Linked DNA regions of Ovis aries: region 1 is linked to region 2. A link is a contact called in public Hi-C data. All regions are on one chromosome and are shown on one strand. Each heading gives the region's core, a stretch centred on a gene start, on an enhancer-like site or on the middle of the called end of the contact. The rest is flanking DNA. Distances are from core to core; before and after follow the strand shown. Region 1 holds the start of SLC25A4 (solute carrier family 25 member 4). Region 2 holds the start of CENPU (centromere protein U).

Region 1 (2,862 bases), core at 252-2,751, 310 kb after region 2:
AAATGTGTACCCTTTATGGTGCTGGCATCCAGCTAAGTGACCTCTGCTCTACTGAAGCCTCCAAACCCAGGATGACACATGGCTGCTGCTCACTCAGTGCCTAGCATGATGTCTGTCTGCACCAAGCTCATGAAAAAAAAATGAATTAAACTTTGTCCAGTGTACAAAGGAACATTAACAAACATGGCAAGAGACTGAATACTGAAGAGAGTTTAGATCAATCATTCTAGGGGAAAGAACAGCTGTATTTGAAAAGTTGTATGATTCTATGAACTGTCAAAAAATAAGGAAAATCAAAGTTCACACTAATTTATTTTCTTAAATACAAAAACTAATTGCAATCAGTTCCCAGAACTAGATAGACTATATCTCCCCAAAGCCAGGTTTCTATTAAAAAAGAGGCAAAAGCAGTCAAGCATTCGACCTTCTCTTACTTAACATTCCCCAGTCATCCGGCTACTCTGATGGGAAGGGTAACAGCATCGACTCTCAAGAAGCTGCCAGCTGCCTGCGAACATTCTGCCCAGAATATTTGCTGAGATTCTATTGAGAGCAGAGTGGAACATTAAACCCTTAAGGGATTTAAAAAAAAGAGAGAGACCTATAAGGTCCTCGTTATTTGAGTTATCAGGGGCTGTGCATCATGGGGTGACAGGCAGATCCAATAGACAAACGACACACACACATACTAAATACTTGCTAAGTAAGTGTTGACCTAGTGGCCCCCCTACCACTCGGCCTGTCCTGGTGGCGCTGAGTGCCGGGCACAGGAACACTTGCTAGTGGAATGAATGATTGACCGATCTGAATGGACAGAAGAGGGGATTCAGCAGGTTGCCACATTAGATGAAGCAATCACAGCATCAAGTGACGTTAGTGTATTTATTCTGGCGGATCTTAATTTATTTGTGAGCGCACACGACTCTTTAAGGGCCCGCATACAGGCAGGGAGCTCTGGGGAGGGACACAGTAACAAAGAAGAAAAGAGAGCCTTCCACGCCTCGGCCGGGGGCGGGTCGCGTGCAAACCCGGGGTTAAGGCGAGCGGGGCTGGAGGCCGCGGGTCCCGTGTCCGTGTCCAGGTCGGCCTAGGCCTCCTGTGCTATAAATACAGCGGCCCACATGCTGCAGAGACACGGTGTTCCTTGCACTCGCGGGACAGATAACATGAATTTGCCCTTTAAACGTCCCAAGTACAGGCACAGCCCCTAGCCCACCCCTGCCTCCCGGAAGCGCCTTCGCCCCCGTTGCCCTCTGCAGAAGAGGGGGCGGGTCAGGAGGCGGGGCTCCGAGCACCCGCCCAGCCAATGAGAGGGGCGAGCGGGGCCCTGGGGCCCCGCCTCCTCTCGCGATAGCCTGGGCGGGGTATATAAAGCGGGCAGCGGGGTGAGGTGAGCGGCCCCTTTGCGTCGCGCAGGGTCTGGAGCAGGGGAAGCCGGGGCTGCCCGGGCGGAGACAGCGAGAGCGCGTCTCGCGGAGGCGGTGTGCGCCCGGCTGTCACCATGAGCGATCAGGCTCTGAGCTTCCTGAAGGATTTCTTGGCCGGCGGCGTGGCCGCTGCCATCTCCAAGACTGCTGTCGCGCCCATCGAGAGGGTCAAACTGCTGCTGCAGGTGAGGACCTTGCGGGCGCGGCGAGCGGGGCGCGGGCGCGCGGGACCGGGCGCGCGGGGCCCCGGCGAGTCGCGGGGCGCGGGGCTGTCCCCCAGATCCGCGCTAGGCCCCGGGCCCGGCGCACGGCCTGCACGAAGGGGAAGGTGCCCTCTGCGCAGAGACAGGTCCAGCGTCAGTAGCGGATTCCTGGTGTCGGGTGGCGCCCCGCGTGCGGGTGTCTATATATGGAAACCCACCCCGAGTAGGTTGCAGCCAGCCAGATCCTGCTCCGGGGACAGCGCGGGCACTCAGGCCTGGGTCAGCCTCACCTCTTGATTTTCAGACCCCCTTGCACCCTCTTCTCAGCATCCACCTTTTACGATTAACATCATCGAAATAATTACTACTCAAGATTATTACAGTGTCCAGTGTGCCATGCTATAGCCGACATTATTCTATTATTCATTCATCTTGGTATGACCTCTGTAAAACAGATACTGTTTCCCCCATTTTGCACATAAAGGAACAGGTCTTGAGAGACCAACACTTTTCAAAATAAACTCAGATGGCCTTATTCATCCTTTCCCCAAATCTTTTCCTCCCCAGCCCTGATCTCTGAATGGCTTGTTCTCATCATCTCACCGCCCCGCTCCCCCCCCTGCAAAAAGCAAGGACCCCTCCATGAGGAACTGGGCATTCTCAATTTGGGAGTCAAAATGATCAATAACAAGAAAAAACCCCAACAAATGGCCCACAGCAACAACTCCTCAATAATTGATTATTTGGATATGCTTGGAAAATGTCAGGCTCCAATGCTGAGTGGATTCCTTCTTCTTTACTACTCAGAGATTGTGTCTTCAGGGACACTAAAGAGAGACTGAGGAATCCTCACCTCCTGCCGATCATATCTGTCAGATCAGAGCAGGTGTCCTTTGGGCCAGGGATCTTTAATTATTTCTGTCTCCCAGTAATAAACCCCTAGTACAGTTCTGGCACCTAGGGAAAATGCAGCAAATCAATGTCTCCCTTTACGTAATCAGATCATCCTTTTCAGTGTATTTTGGAGAACTGTTTCTCTCAAATGCCCTGCCCTGGTAATTGAGGTAAACTGGGTTTAGGGGACTCAGTGTCCAAGTAGCTAAGACCTCAGTTTACTCAGTGTTCATTTGATTTCCCCGTACTTTTTAAACAAGGAAATCAGGAAGCACAAACCTTGTTCTCCTGCCCTCTTCTCTCGGCCCTCCCTGTCCCCCCCATCTCCCTCCTCCCCC
Region 2 (3,031 bases), core at 373-2,872:
AGAGTCTTCTCCAGCACCACAGTTCAAAAGCATCAATTCTTCAGTGCTCAGCTTTCTTTATAGTCCAACTCTCACATCCATACATGACTACTGGAAAAACCATAGTTTTGACTAGATGGACCTTTGTTGGCAAAGTAATGTCGCTGCTTTTTAAAATGTGTCTAGGTTGGTCATGGCTTTTCTTCCAAGGAGCAAGTGTCTTTTAATTTCAAGGCTGCAATCACCATCTGCAGTGATTTGGGAGCCCCCCAAAATAAAGTCTGTCACCGTTTCCACTGTTTCCCCATCTATTTCCCATGAAGTGGTGGGACCATATGCCTTGATCTTAGTTTTCTGAATGTTGAGTTTTATATCCTGGAATTATTAGCTTGATGTTTAAGTAAAGTATAAATGAGAATATTATTATTTATCTTATAGGATTATCATAAAGATAAGAGAGAAAGAATTTGGAGGTCAAAGCGTCTGCCTGCAATGCGGGAGACCTGGGTTTAATCCCTGGGTCGGGAAGATCCCCTGGAGAAGGAAATGGCAACCCACTCCACAACTCTTGCCTGGAAAATCCCATGGACAGAGGAGCCTGGTAGGCTACAGTCCATGGGGTCGCAAAGAGTCGAACACGACTGAGAACTTTACTAGGCAGATAGAGCCTGGCAGGCTACAGTCCATGGGGTCGCAAAAGAATCGGACACGACTTAGTGACAAAACAAGACAGAAGGGCTTACCACTTCTCACTGAGCATCTGCTCTTTGTTGGTAGCGCCTTCCGATGAATGTGCTGTTCTGCGCTATGTCCACTAGAGGGCAGCAGAGGAACGGGACTGGAGACTGGAAAACAACCGGAGATCAGAGCTACTTCCTTATGTTCACTGTCAACAATGTTTACAGTTGATTAAAAGTCAGTTCAAGATTGGTAAGGCTAGACATCTTAACTGCCACTGCCCAACTCATTTTCCCCTTCATGTGCATGATGCTCTTCCATAATTTATCAAAGCCATTCCAGTAAGATTTCTGTTGTGGAAAAGAAAACCAGTTACTTCTTAAACTTTCCAACTTTCTAACTTCTTATGCACCTGTAAGTTATTGGGTATAACTCACATTGGGAATAACCCACCGAGCCTGGTAATTCTCAACAGGTAGAAACTAAAGTAGTTACCTATTTCAAACAGACCAACGGTTTGACCCTGTAGAAAGAACTGGAAACATCTCAGGAGGGTGGGAGGCGGGGCCAGGAGGAAGGAGACCTCCTCTTGGATGCCTCCTCTTTCAGAAAAAGGGGAAATAAAAATTCAGAAAGGTAGGACTATTCGGTATCGTTTACTAAGGCAGAGGGCAGAAAGATTTTTCCATCGGAGCAGTTGGCAATGACATTGGCTCCCTTCCTCCCAGGTCACGTGCTTTCCAACACCATCCTGGCTCGGATACCCAGCTACTAAACTTGTTTGTTCTGTAACTAATGTTCTACTTTTTCCAGACCTAACTGGCACTTCTCTTACCCAAGCTGAGATCACAGGGCTGAATAGGTCGGGTCACTACCTCCGGACGATGCTTTGTCACGTGCTTCAGACTCCGCTCCCAGCTCCCTGCAGGACTCAGTGTGGTGTAGGAACCCAGGCAGGAACATTCTAGCAAAATCCAGGATTTCACTCTCGCTGAGGAAAACCAACTTCCAACCTGCAGAGGGAGTAACTGTATGACTCAGACTTGTACAAGGACCAGAGGAGCTCACACAGCTGAGAAAGAGGAAAGGAGACGGAAGGATACCCCAAAGGAAAAGATTTTCTTAAGGAAAGAAGGGACATAAAATTTCTACACGAGAAATTTGTCTCCATGATTCACTCTCGAGCTCTGGTCAGAAAAGAATTTTCTGGAAAAAGTTTTCATCCTGGTAATGAGCTTGCTTACTTCCCAGAAGGAATCAAGCTCTCACTTACCCCTGGGCCTTTGCACGTGCACCCTCCCTAGAGCACTCTCTTACCCTGCCTGGCTGGCTCCTCTGCTTTATTGCAGTGAGACCGCAGAAGTCGCTTCCTCTAGGATGCCTTCTCTGATTCTCCAAGTCCAGGACAAGCAGGGTCCTCTCCTCAGGGACCCTTTCTGCTTAGCTGAGAAGGGAGAAGTGGGCGAGCCAGGGACCTTCAGACAAGCTCAGGTCACCTGCCTCTAACCCCAGGTGACACAGAGACCATCTTCCTGGAACCTTCTGTAGCAAGAAACAGCTCTCCCACCCCACTCTCTGGCTGTTGCCGTGTCCAGCTCACTCACCTCTTTGACTTTTGTGCCTTAATAGAAAAAGATTATCTCCGTACCCCTGCACCTCACACCACTACTAGACCACAAATATGCTCAGTAATCTGTCTCCTGGACTTGGAAAATCAGAGATGGCTTCCTAGAGGAAGCAGCTTCTATGGTCTCACTGCAGTAAAGGACAGGAGCCAGCCAGGCAGGGTCAGAGAGTGCTCTAGAGAGGGTGCCCGTGCGAAGACCCAGGGGTAAGTGAGAGCCTGGTTCCTTCTGGGAGCTAGAGTGGCAAGGGATGAGGCTGGGGAGACAGGCAGGAGCCCTGCAGTTCTTGCTCCTCAAAGTATAATGTACAGGTCCGCAGCACTGGCTTCAGCTGGAAGCTTATTAGAAGTGAAGAATTTCAGGCCTGATTTCAGATTTATTGAATCAGAATCGCATTTTAAGATCCCCTGGGGATCTGCTGCACAATCAGGTTTGTGAAGCCTTCCTCTAAGTGCATTCAGCAGTTCCAACTTGTGAGCAATAGGAAACCTGGGCGTGATTAAGCAGGGGAATCACATGATTAAGACTTGGGAGAAGTCATTCCTGCTGCAAAGTGGAGGGAAAGGGGGTGAGTTAGTAGAGATCAATGTAGGAGATAAGGACGTCAGGTAAGAGGACGGTACATGGTCAGGGCAAGAGATGGCACTCTTGGGCGGTGGGACTAAGGGAATGTGGGAAGGGGATGGATTTGAAGGCCCACAGAGTTAGCAGCAGCAATCCTGGCGCCTGAGCTGCCTGGGGCTGCCCTG

The links. A called contact is a pair of places that touch in the nucleus more often than the background predicts.
Region 1: a Hi-C map of liver shows a contact between it and region 2, with 4 times the contacts expected there. The contact joins the promoter of SLC25A4 here to the promoter of CENPU in region 2. A contact is called at or near these places in 7 of 16 Hi-C or Micro-C datasets (blood, liver, muscle and 2 more).

Annotation. Positions count from the first base shown.
Region 1 is chr26:14,675,038-14,677,899 of ARS-UI_Ramb_v3.0, forward strand. It overlaps SLC25A4 (solute carrier family 25 member 4), which reads left to right and starts at 1,502. Exons shown (of 4, transcript NM_001127278.1): 1 at 1,502-1,612. The coding sequence starts at 1,502.
Region 2 is chr26:14,362,520-14,365,550 of ARS-UI_Ramb_v3.0, forward strand. It overlaps CENPU (centromere protein U), which reads right to left and starts at 1,623. Exons shown (of 13, transcript XM_060406947.1): 1 at 1,493-1,623; 2 at 723-824. The coding sequence starts at 739.